Linked DNA regions of Mus musculus: region 2 is linked to region 1. Evidence: chromatin contacts called from public Hi-C data. All regions are on one chromosome and are shown on one strand. The core of a region is the stretch at or near the end of the contact, and the rest is flanking DNA. Distances in the headings are between cores, read along the strand shown.

Region 1 (6,565 bases), core at 3,684-6,183:
ACCAAGAATTCAAGTGGTGTTTTACTCTAGACACCCAGGGGATGAGGGGCAGAAGAACAGCTGCCACGCTCCTGAGTCCTGAAACCGTCCCATCGCTGGGTGCCCTCAGCTAAGTCCTCTGCTCACTGTTGGAGTACTGCAGTCTAGAGAAGGTGGGGAGGGGGACTTGCCATGAAGAGAAAAGAGGGAAAGAAGGTGAAAAGATCGATATGAAACTGAGGGGAAGATATTCGCATTCCTTAGGATGAGACAGTGTTCCTGTAACACAAGCGTAAGCCACCACCAGAGCCACCATGGAAAATGCTATGTTGTAATGAATTAAGCATGGACATGGGAGTCAGTTTACAGAGTCACCCTGCTAAATGAAGGTACAGATCTGTTTATCCATAGGTCTCATATCCACAGATCCAAATGAGAGTTTACTGACCACGGACAGACTTCTTTCCTTGTCATTATGCCTAAATAGATAGTTACAGCATTGACTGTGTTAGGGGAAATGACCTGGAGATGGTTTAAAACACATGGCTGGGTGCAGACTGTACACAGGTTCTGAACCATTTTATAGAAGTGCCGTGAGCACCACTGGCTTTTGGCACAGAAGTGTGTCCTGCAACCAAGCCCTTGACTGATGCTAAGGGATGCCAGTCATGGGAAGGCACCGTGTGACTCAGCTCCATTCACTACCCAAGAGAGTCATCCCTTTCTTGTTGGTGCTGTTAGTGAAACACAAGTCTAGGGGCGCTGTAACCCACAGGTCTCGCTCTGCCCTAGCCAGTGACTGTGGGTGGGACTGGCATTTGCCATTGTGCCTGTTTGTAGACCTCTGTCTGTGGAAGAGGCAAAGGGCCCACTGAAGATGATGATGTCATTCAGAGTTCCCTAGGCTTGGTCCTTTGCTGTGTGACGGAGAGAGAGCTGTGAAGGCTGCGGCTTCCTCCAGCCTGTGAATTCATATTCTTGCTGTGTTATTGTACAGGAACTGGGCAAGTCTAATCTTGCCGTCCTTCACTTCACACCGGCTGAGTGAAGGGCCGTGTGGGTGTGGAGCTCTGCTTTCGTACTGAGACCGTCTCGTTTCCGGGGGCTACCTTCGGTCCTCGGTATAGACTCAGCTGCTGCCCCTGGGCTCCCTGGTCATCAGTTTTTTTGTAGTGTGTGTGGGATGTGGAGAGGAAGCTGAGCAGCCTTGGAGAGGAGATGGGGGTATGGAAGCAGTTCAACGCCACAGGCTGTGTTGGTAGCGCATGGCAGGCTGCCAGGAATTAACTTCTTAATCAGGCAAAGCCCATAGCCAGTAGGAAAGAATTGCTTATTGATTAGCAGTTAGCGTTAGTACTTGCTTTTCCTGGACAGAGGTGGACTCTGAAGAGTTTAGTTCTTTTCTGAGCCGGTGCTTGTTGCTTGACCTGGTAATTGTCTTTCCAGATAAACCTTTTAATTAGTTTCAAACATCTGTCACATTAAAGTCTCTGGAGAGTCCTGGAAGATGTCTGACTCCAGGATTAGGGACTCTGACTCAGTAAGTCTGAGGTCGAGCCCAGGAACTGCACAGGGTGTTACTGTATAGCCCATGCTGGTCTGGAGCTCACAGAATCCACCTGCTTCTGTCTCCTTAGTGCTGGGATGCATTAAGTTATTATTTTTTTTCTTTTTAGAGAGCACATGTGTGTGGTAGGGCACCTGTGAGGGTGTCTTGCTTCATCATTCTCTACCATGTATTCCCTTAAGACAGCCAGCATCGCTGGGCGTGGTGGCGCACGCCTTTGATCCCAGCACTCGGGAGGCAGAGGCAGGCGGATTTCTGAGTTTGAGGCCAGCCTGGTCTACAAAGTGAGTTCCAGGACAGCCAGGACTACACACTGTCTCAAAAAAACCAAAAAAAAAAAAAAAAAAAAAAAAAGAAGACAGCATCTTTCACTCAACCCAGAGCTGGGCTGGCAGACAACAAGCCCCATGTTATGTAGCCATTGCTCTTTCTCACCCACTGAACCGTCTCCCTAGTTAACTTTTCATTTTCATCCTGTAGATTAAGTCCAAAGCCTCGAGCATATGACGTACATGCTCTGTTGCTGAGCTACATCCATGGGCCCAGGAATGTACATTTGTGACCCTCAGTCGAAGGTCAGTAGGTCAGATTTCCCCAGTGTCTGCCTCTGGACTGGGCCCCTTTCTCCCTGCTGTGGCCCAGTTTCATTGTTTGCGGAAGGGTTTATTAGCATCTCTGCTTTATTACCTGTTCTGTTCTCATAGCTTCACAGTCACTGGAGTAGGAACCAGGTGCTTAGCTCCGTTTTACAGGGGTGAGGGGGTGGAGAGTTGAGGCGTGGGGAGGAGGTAGGTCACAATGAATCAGAGACAGCTGGGAATTGAAGTCTGGCCTCTGTGACTCTCAAACCAGGCAATTTCTAGGCCCTTGTTTCCACGGTTTGTGATTTCACGTTTGATCATAGTCATTCCCTAGGCCTCCGCTCATCGTGCTTGGGCGAGCAGGTTACAGCTGACTCTGAAGCAGACTACCTTAGTGCCGGTGTGTCAAGTTTATGAGCCTGTCACAGTGTGGGACTGACTAGTCCTCTCCTCTCTGTGCTTGCTTGCTTCTATCACTTTGGAACACATTTTAGATAAGGGCCTAGAGGGGGACGGAGTAGTGTCTGCAGCATGCTGGACATGTACAGACAGGATCACAGGCTGGAGCATCCCGTGCCTGGCTGGACCCATCAGGGTCTCTCTGTGAACCCTGGCCAGCCTAGAGCTGTCTGTGCTCTCTTGCCACTGTCTCCTAAGCACTGAGACTGTGAGCATGCACCTGGGTGTACTTTTTTGGGGAGTTGGGGGACAGGGTCTTACTCCAAGGTCTGTAGCCTTGGGTGACCTGGAGCTCACTATGTAGAGCAGGCGGGTTTCAAGTTCACAAAGCCCCCACCTGCCTCTCTGTCTTCCTCGTGCTGGGGTTAAAGGCATGAACCCTTAAACATGGCTGGATCCATTTTTAAAGACAAAAAAAAAAAAAAATCCCGAGAACTCAGTCAAATTATTAAATGTTACTTAAATTTTCAAATATAAACCAACATTATGTTCTCTTAAAACTAGTCTTTATACAGCTACAAAACCAGATTTACAAGTTAAATATACATGAAGCCACAAGGCCAATATTATTAAAATCAATAATGTTGATATTTTTGTAATTTAGTATGACAAATGTGTCTGACACTAAAGCCAAGCCACGCTTTGGGAGTCTGGGCTTGCTGGCCCAAGCTCAGCTTCTCTAGGCTTTGCTCTGCTCATGCCTCCAGTTTCTCCCCCTTTTTTTTTTTTTTTTTTTTTTTACCTTGTTTAGAGCCATTGAGACTGTAATTGCATGGTACCCTCTGTCTTCCATTTTGTGCATAAAAACATATTTTTCATTTAGCTTCCACCTCTGTTCATTTCTTAGGAGCCCAGAACAATGAAAGCTGTGCTGAAACTCACGCAAATACGGGTGCTGAAATCCTGTGCAGGGCTGATTCAGGTAGTCCCTGGGGGCCAGCTAGATGGCTCAGTGGATAAAGGCATGTGTCACCAAACCTGACAACCAGAGTTCAGTTACTGGAACCCACTTGGTAGAAGTAGATAACCCACTCCGCAAGCTGTCCTCTGACTACACTTGTTCAGTGGCTCATGTGTGTACATACCACACATATACACAGTTTTTGTAATTAAAAAAGATAGCCACCCCAGCAGTCCAGACCATGCCTTAAGTAAGTGAATCTAAAAATTATCAAAATAAAACGAGAGTCTTCAAGCATTCATTCGTGGACAGAAGTTGAAAAAACAAAAACCGCAAACTGAAGTCTGTTGGTTCTCAAGCTTTGACTATGAAAGGCTATCTCCTAGTAGGCATCCCATGCTTTAAAAAGAAAAAAAAAAAAACTTACCTCCTAAGTTGCATTTATTAATGACAATTTCCTTAAGGCACAAAATAGTGTCATCTGAGAACTTGTGACAGAGCTACCAATCTAAGTTGCTTATATCTAAGTCGAAAGGAGAGATAGTTACTTTGTGCCATTCCATAGGGCAAGTGGAACATTTTCCATTAAGTTCTGTGTAAAAAGGCCCAGGCCCACCTCCTCCTGGAGTCCTTTAGGGGGACTCCTGGAGGTCTAGGGAGGCCAGTTTACACCCGCACCGAACTGGGGTGAGTAAAACTGGGCCCAGTTATGTTAGGTTGTTGTGCTTCTTGGTAAAGAAGGAAAAAAAAAGAGAAGACAATACAACAGAAGGCGCCATTCCAGTACCACACTGAAAAGAAACACAAAAACAAGAGAGCAGCATGTTTTGAACAGCTTGCGTGGAAAAAATATTGACTGGGGAGTTTGGACAGCACTGTTCATTTTCTCTCACCGCCCTCATTATTTGTCTTAAGGAGCAGGAGCCAGCCACGATTTTGGCAAACAGGCCAGAGGAAGGTGTGTGTGTGTGTGTGTGTGTGTGTGTGTGTGTGTGTGTGCGCGCGCGCGCGCGTGTAGAGGCTTGTCGCCCAAGGGGAAATTAAGACCAAGACCCAGTGGCTCAGGGCCAGCATGAAGCCTGGGGGTGGGGGTGGAGGTTGGGGTGGAGGGGGAGGTGTTAAAGCTTCTTCCTCCTGGCCTGTCTCTGAGTTCTACTTGAGGCTCGGCATCCATCATTAAGGCCCGTCTCCTTCAGAGCACAGCAAGGAGACGATGAATCCCTGCCCTTGTTTCTTTCGGCTGGGGAAAGGATGCAGGGGTTCCATTGGTTTTTTCGGCCCGCCCTTCTTCTGGAGTTCAGACCTCCAGTTCCAGCAATGGGGGTCAGGCCGGAGCCTCCACGCGCAGGGAAAAAACTTGATTCCATCAGTTCCTCGGAGCCGGCTGATTGGATTTAGCCCCGCCTGTTTGTGTGTGGGGCGTGGCCTGAGCGCGGGGCGTGGCCTGAGCGCGGGGCGTGGTCTGGGCACGGGGCCTTCGGCGGCGACCAGCCAGAGGAGGAAGAACATGGCGGGCGCAGCAGGGCCAGGGTCCGGTCCGGGGGCAGCGGGTGGAGATGGAGACGATTCGCTCTACCCGATCGCGGTTTTAATCGACGAGCTCCGCAATGAGGACGTGCAGGTACTAGGCTGGGCTGGGGAGCCGAGGCGAGGGCGGAAGCGCACATGGTAGGGAAGCGGAAAGGCCGGCTCAGCCCTGGGGGCGACCCCCGGGGTGGCAGAGTCGTATTCAGCCCCGGGACGGAGGCGTGGGGCGGCGGGTGCGCGGTGGTCCGTCTCAGCTCCGCTGCCCTCCTCCGACCCTCTGGGGTGGTGGCGTCCATCTGCTCCCGGCAGTGGGCGGGGAACCGGTTCGCACCTCGGGTGGACCAGCGCAGGCGGGCTGCGGGGCCGCCGGGAGCGGAGGAGCGGCCCCCGGCCCCCGTTCCCTTTGAAGTGATGCGGAGTGTCCGTCCCCGGGCAAACTAGCTGGGCTGGTTGGGTGGAAAGAGCGCGGCGGCTGATTAACCCAGATGAGTGGTGCATCAGTTGTGATAGAACTTTTCCCTGAAAAGGGAGGAGTTGTGCTTAACCGTTTCTTTCACCCACTTCTCTCCATCCAGAGTTCTCTCTTTTCAGACCCTCTCATTGTCCGCGTGTTTTCATTCATTCGTTTCTTCCCCGGCCCTTCAGTGTTCTCCCTAAGATAGCTTCTGGCTAATGACGTGTTAAACGGTCCTTGAGTTTTCCTAGGATTAAGATCTAAGTGAAAGGCTCATTCATCATTATACTGTGTCCCAGTATCTCACCTATTTGCTTCTTTGACCAGAATTGCAATCATCTCTTTGCTTTGTTCTCCCTCCCACTTTGTTTTTAAAGCTCCGTCTCAACAGTATTAAGAAGTTATCAACTATAGCTCTAGCACTCGGGGTAGAAAGGACTCGAACGGAACTGCTGCCTTTCCTTACAGGTTTGTGTCCCTTGAAAGATACACGCTCCATTTCTATTGGCTTTTAAACTATTTTTATTTAATTTTCTTAGTTTGTTACCTAGAGTAGCGATAAGTACTAGACTGAGCCTTGCCTTCTGCAAGGTGTATAGAAATGCTACATATAGTCAGACATACTCAAACATAAACCGTGTAGCTAGTGGGAAGGTGATTGATGTGAAATATGGATTTCTTTGTAAATGATTTATTTTATATGCATTGGTGTTTTGCCTGCATGTGAAAGTGACAGATCCCCTGGAACTGGAGTTATAGGCAGTTGTTAAGTTGCCATGTGGGTGCTGGGCATTGAACGCTGCTTCTCTGGAAGAGCAGCCAGTGCCCTTAACCACTGAGCCATCTCTCCAGCTCCAGGATGTGAGTTTCTTAATAATTGTGTGAAACATTCAGGAAGACTTGTGGTAGTCATCTATAAGATGGAACACAGCTCCAATATAGCTCCAATATAGGAGCTAGAGAAAGCACCCAAGGAGCTGAAGGGGTCTGCAGCCCTATAGGTGGAACAACAATATGAACTAACCAGTACCCCCGGAGCTCGTGTCTCTAGCTGCATATGTAGCAGAAGATGGCCTAGTCGGCCATCACTGGGAAGA
Region 2 (6,062 bases), core at 1,039-3,538, 49 kb after region 1:
TATCTTATGGTATTACACAAGTTCATACAATACACCAAGCATACTAAACGCTGCTGAGTTTGGAAGAGTGATGGACTTTAGCTGTCGTCCCTGTCCCTGGCAAATGCGGGACATACTGAGCAGGCACTGGAGTAAAACCTCAGACTGACAAATTACTTGTTTAGGCTCTACCCAAGCTCCTCCCCACAAGCCCCAGACCACCATTTGTAAAATAGTGGTAAAAGTCAACTAATATAATTCAGAAAAATACTTTAAAAAATTTTACAATTCAATACACTTTGTTGTTATTTATTTATTTTTTAAACAAAGCAGAGTGCTTTTCAATAAAAAAGCATAAGAATGAGCCGGGCATGGTGGTGCACGCCTTTAATCCCAGCACTTGGGAGGCAGAGGCAGGCCTGGTCTACAGAGTGAGTTCGAGGACAGCCAGGGCTACACAGAAACCCTGTCTCGAAAAAACCAAAAAAAAAAAAAAAAAAAAAAAAGCATAAGAATAAAACTACTACACTTTTTCCTACCTGAGGCAAATTAAACAGGTGAAGAAGGAAAGAGATGACTGCAAAGCTAGAAACATCTTTGTAAAGATGGTGCCCTACTATGCACCCAGAGCGCCTCTGTACCTGTGTTCTCCTGCCTCACTCCACTCAGTGCCAGCCCTAGGTGCCCCTCACACTCAGCTTAGAACCCCATCCTTAAATAACAGGACAGAAAAGCTCAGAAGTAAAATTATTCACCATAGACTATGGATGCAAGAAAAGAGAAATAACTGTGTACAACAAGAGGGGAGTGGTTAAATAAAGAGATATACAAAGCAGTGACTTACATAATTGTTAAAACTTATGCTTGTAAAGACTACTTCAGGACATGGGAAACATTCTCATGACTCACTGTTAGATACAGAAGATACAAAACTACACATAATAGGAAATAATTTCAATAATCTTTTCACCCACTGAACCATCCTATCTATACCTTACCTACTAATTTATAGTATGACATCAAATAGTCTTTGAGTAGTGACTTACAGTTAAATTAATTTTATCTTTGTTCTCTTCACATTGTCAAACTTGATTTTCATGATTGGTTTTATTTTTATGTTTTTACTTCAAATTATAATTTAAAATTTTAAATCCAGAAGTGAAAGTGAAAGTGAAATTTCTCCCCAAACCCCCTAGAGCTTAGCACCACTCAAGAGTCTGGTTTGCTTTCCAGCCTTCTCTCATGTTTATCACTTTCACAATGCGGAGTTATCAAGGTGCAATCACACACGGAATGCCTCTGCTACACTTGCATTTTCTCCCCCCCCCAATATTTTATTTTTTATTCACTTTACATCCAGATCACAGCTCACCCCCTGCCTCCTCTCCTTCCAGTCCAGCACTCACAAATTGCTCCCTCCATTACCTCTCCATTTCTCCTCAGAGGAGGAGGAGCCGCCCTCCCCTCGGATACCAACCCATCCTGTGACATCTAGTCCCAGCAGGACTAATCAAACCCTCCCCTGCTAAGGCCCCGCTAGGCAGTCCAGGTAGGGGAAGGGGATCCACTGGCAGGGAACAGACTCTGGGTCAGCCAGCCCCTGCTCCACTTGTTAGGGAACCCACCCGAAGACCAAGCTGCACATTTGCTACAAATGTGTAGGGCTACACTTGCATTCTCAACCAGCTAGTCCAGGTGTGAACCTGGAAATCCTTTTAGTATAGTCTTTAGTAGTATTACAAATGGACTGACATGTGTACATGGGAAATCTACTCTACACAGGTTGTGCAACTGTCCTCCTACCATGGGCTCTATGTCCTGAGGGTCTCAATTAATGCTCAGAAAAATGCCTTCCCCTCCGGCCCATAAAACCCAAGTCAAAGTTTCAAGTTAGACTCCTTCAGTGATTTTACTAACAATTAAGGGAATGAGAAGTGATCTGTTTTTAAATGTTCAATACTAATTTTTGATCACAAGTAGAAATGGAATTATTAATATATATAGCTATGATAATCTTTCAGAAAATAAGTGGGCTATAGTGAATGTATATGAAGTCATGTGAACAAAGGAACTGAAAGATTCTTTGGTGTATGCATTTACTTATGGGTCTCAAAGAAAGGTAGTTGGAAGGAGCTAACAAAATGATGCACATCAGTCCTGGAGATGTTTACGGCCTGCTCTGAGTTTCAGGGTAGCACTGCCAGTGCTGGGGCCAGTTCCAGTTTGACTCTCATGCCTACAAATGTGAATATACCATGTAGCAACGTCTGTATCTTCTGCAAACCATTTCCTGTCTGTTTCCTAGTAACTACAACAATCACAAGCTTTAAAAATAGCTTGCCCTATATATTATAGCAGACAGTGTTCAATCTGTGTTTTGGGCCTGGTGCCTTTACAGGCAAGACTTCAACACACTGCATTTTAATTTCTTCAAGAGAATTAGATCGTAAAAATGAATTATGCTGCCCTATTTTATGTCTAAATGCTGAGCATGAATTACACTAATGTGTAATGCTAGGCAAACACAGGCACAAAAAGCAGACTGTCCACAGGAAGTAGCCTCATCTTTAGGGCTGGACAGTAACTATTCTTGTATAGCAAGTTGGCTTACCACCTGTTGTGACAGTCTGGTATGGAGCTGCCACCACCACTGTGCTCCACAAAGTCCATGCAACTCATGAATCTGCTTGACATCCAGAGGTCTTAACTGAATGGCATTTGCCATCCCGTTTCTAAGCTTGGAGTTCTACACTCTCAACCCCAATGTTAGCGTCCCCTCCTCTCCTATTTCATGTCCATCCCCATATTTCAGGCCCTGCATCATCTCCCTCCTGGACCCATGCTTACTGAGCTCCCACTGTCCTTGCTCCCTTGCCTGTCTGCTGGAGAACCGCTCAGGCAGTCTCCAAGACCAGCATGCATGCAGTGTCTCCTTACTCAGGTCTTCAGCTGGTGCCTGACTATTCTATCAGCTGTCCCAATAAGTCACCAGTTCCACACCCGGAACACTGCCTAAAGAACTGACCTCCTTGCTTGCCCTTCAAAGCAAACATACACGTTTTTACTTGTACAGTTTTCCTTCCCATGCCCTTTCCCTCAGAAGAACAACTGCTTTGACATAGATGGGCCTGATTACCTACAGTACCCTCCCTTTCCTGATGAAACCCCGCCCTAATTTCCAGCCACACAGATTCTACTCTACTTTGCAACTCTAGTTGTGAGAGTTACCCCCAAATTTTCCTGATCAAGTACAAAATCAATTCCCCTACTTCTTTCTAGGTTCATTTGACTGACATTTCATCAGTTTATTCAGTAGTTGGCCTGCTGTGTTAGTTTCATACAATTTGTGTTAGACTACAGTCTAGTAGAGTATTAGGCAAGCTCATGTCTGATTCATGTTTTTTGTTATCTAAAGAGGGTAAAATATGGGAAAACAGTATTTGTTGACTATTTAAAATCTACCCTAAACCACACAGATTATCTTACTCGTAACAATGGCTTCCTAAAATACATATATAGAACATAGTTTTATACAGAGCAAAATGAAATTCACCTTGCCCAAATTCACACAGCTTAGTGAAGCAGCCTGAACACACTCTACATTCTTTTAGGATACTGTTTCCTATTAATATGATCATCTCTATAGCACTTGGTACTGAGTATATACCACTTACAAGTCAAAAAGAATCCATTGCATGAAAGAAGTGGTCATCTTTCATTTCCTGGCAGTCCACTTTATGCAATACACTGAATACAAACTAAACCCATTAAGCACGCCCAGGCTGGATCAAAAAGGATGCTCACTCAGTCAAAAAGAGATCTTATACTTTGTATTTAAGGTTTGCTGTGCAGAAAGAACACAACAATAACAAAGTGTAACTCAGCACAATAGGTAACATTTTGTTTTTAAAATCATAACTTGTGAAGAGTCAGCCAACCTACCTCCTGACTTAGTCATACACCCAAACAGTTATGAAGAAACTTTAAAACTTGGGAAAGAAGAGGAACTGCTTAGGGAAGGAAGAAACAGAGGGCTTATGTGGCCTGGAGCTGTTACTTAAACAATGAGACCCGATCTCTGAACATTTTGATACAATTCTTCACCAAAACAACATTCAACAAAACCATACTACCACACTATGTATGAAACCGAGGTCTCCACCCACTCTCCACTGCATCACAAGCACACCACGAAAGCACAGCACCTTACCTTTGGAGTGTCGACACACTCTTCCTCCATAAAGGCAGCTTCTGCTTGACAGCTGGATGTTGGAAATGAAAAGGCCTCCACATTGGATGCCTGTGGGAGGAGGGTAGATCGCATCAGTCTCACGTTCGGTGGATGCAAGGTCACTGGCAGCCCCACAGTTTGTGCCTGAAAATATGGCAAGAACAGACAGTGTGGGAACAAATATACTCACTGCTCTTGGAACAAGAGTTATTTGCTGGAACTCCAGAAAAGATTTGATTGCGTGTGTATGTGTGTGTGTGCACACATATGTGGTGAACACTGAATTTAAAGTCTCACTAGTCAGATATTCTCAAATAAATTATACAGAGTTTGGTTCCTGTCTCATAATGATAGTCTTTCACACAAGCAACAAGATGGCCTTATAAAGAATCAAAGAGTGGTCTTTGTCTCAAGTCAATAAACTATTTTTTTCTTATTTTTAAAACTATTCTACCTGGAAAGATTAAAGAAAAAAAAAGGCTCATAGGAGCTCAACAAGGAGGTACAGATGAACACAATCCCCAGAGCTAGTACAATAAGTATAGGAAGTAATTCTATTTTCCTACCTCCCCTCCCCACGAACAGAGGAAGACGACAGAAGTGGCTACTCAAGGTGATAGGAAGGTCCCTTTCTTTTGAGAAGATGCAGTCTGAATACATACAGCCTGCTAGAGCGACAGGAGAAATGCTTATTGCTGCAGAGTTCCTTCCTGGGACCAGCCTGCTCCACAGAACTTGGGTCTCTTTCTGTCTTTGTTTCTTATAAACTCTGGGCCTACTGCTTGTATCTCTTAAGTGATGGAGTATCAGACATGAGCCACCACATTTTGGCTTTCTGTGGGTGGTTCATTCCATTGTTCTGTCTCCTTTGTCAATGCTTTAAGTGAACAAGGACAGGCAACTCTCCTTCTAGCCATAGCCTTAGAAACTGGCAGAATAACTTTTCAGATGTGCTTTGAACATAATAGACACTGTGACAATCTGGGGGACAATCATCATACCAGACTCCCATAGGAAGAAGCAGAGCCTCCATTTTCCCTGCTATAGTTATGGCAGAAGATACAGGATGCTGACTGTTAAATTCACACAAAAAAGGGACAAAACCACATGAAATTGTAATTTTTTTTTCCAGGCATGGGCTTAATTTGTAGATCTATTACTTACTATTTCCATGATGACTTTAATCAGGTAATTTAACTTTCTCTGAATCTTTTCTTAATTCATAAAAATGGGTGTAATACCCACTTCATAGTGAAGTTAAGGTTGAAAGGTAATACGTGAAACCCTCAGCTTAGCATCATAAACTCTCTTCCTCCCAGTCTTAAAATGACCCCAAGGACAAAACAACTGGACAAGAAGACGAATGCAGTTTTGGAGTCAGCCAGTCTCTCATGGCTTCCAGTTGGAATTTTAAGTTGATTTTTGCTGTTGTTTGTTTTTGTTTTTGAGACAGGACTTCTCCATGCAGCTGTGGAACTCACTGTGTAGTCCAGGCTAGCCTGGAACTTATAGAGAGCCAATAGCTTCTACCTTCTAATTGTTGGGATTAAAGACATACACCATCATGTTTAGCTAAATTGATAATTCTTGAGGAGACATGTTCTTTCTATACATCTCAAAATTTTGAGTATACTTAAAACATAGGATACATTGTGATACTAATAAAACAGCAGCAAGCCATCTGTGGCTAGTGGATGGGAAACACCACAAAAAGTGCTGTGTACTCTCTGAGCACAATGAAGGATCAGCTTCTTGCTCATCTTTTTTCTTTGGGGTTATGTTGTATATCTTGGGCATCTCTCTGGTTACCACACAACAATTTCATTTCCTAATAAATGTACATTTAGTACAT

The links. A called contact is a pair of places that touch in the nucleus more often than the background predicts.
Region 2: a contact with region 1 is called in a Hi-C map of CD8 T cells, with 2.1 times the contacts expected there. The contact joins the enhancer-like site here to the promoter of Ppp2r1b in region 1. A contact is called at or near these places in 2 of 39 promoter capture datasets (the HPC-7 cell line and liver), 1 of 15 datasets of contacts at CTCF or cohesin (pro-B cells), 25 of 484 Hi-C or Micro-C datasets (the 3T3-L1 cell line, CD4 T cells, CD8 T cells and 19 more), 6 of 115 datasets of contacts at active chromatin or transcription factors (the 230-238 cell line, bone marrow-derived macrophages, embryonic stem cells and 1 more) and 4 of 9 other capture datasets (adipose tissue, embryonic stem cells, liver and 1 more).

The regions. Positions count from the first base shown.
Region 1 is chr9:50,851,991-50,858,555 of GRCm38.p6, forward strand. Ppp2r1b (protein phosphatase 2, regulatory subunit A, beta) reads left to right here and starts at 4,934. Exons shown (of 15, transcript NM_028614.3): 1 at 4,934-5,108; 2 at 5,846-5,936. The coding sequence starts at 4,995.
Region 2 is chr9:50,903,218-50,909,279 of GRCm38.p6, forward strand. Sik2 (salt inducible kinase 2) reads right to left here. Exons shown (of 16, transcript NM_178710.3): 9 at 4,190-4,354. Among named protein-coding and RNA genes, the nearest start is that of Gm25558, 18 kb to the left of the region's middle. Within about 2 kb of position 2,289, at least 59 of the 459 cell types and tissues checked have an H3K27ac peak or open chromatin away from gene starts, as enhancers often do. A contact at or near this core is called in the 230-238 cell line, CD8 T cells, the G1E-ER4 cell line and 7 more, where this site is marked.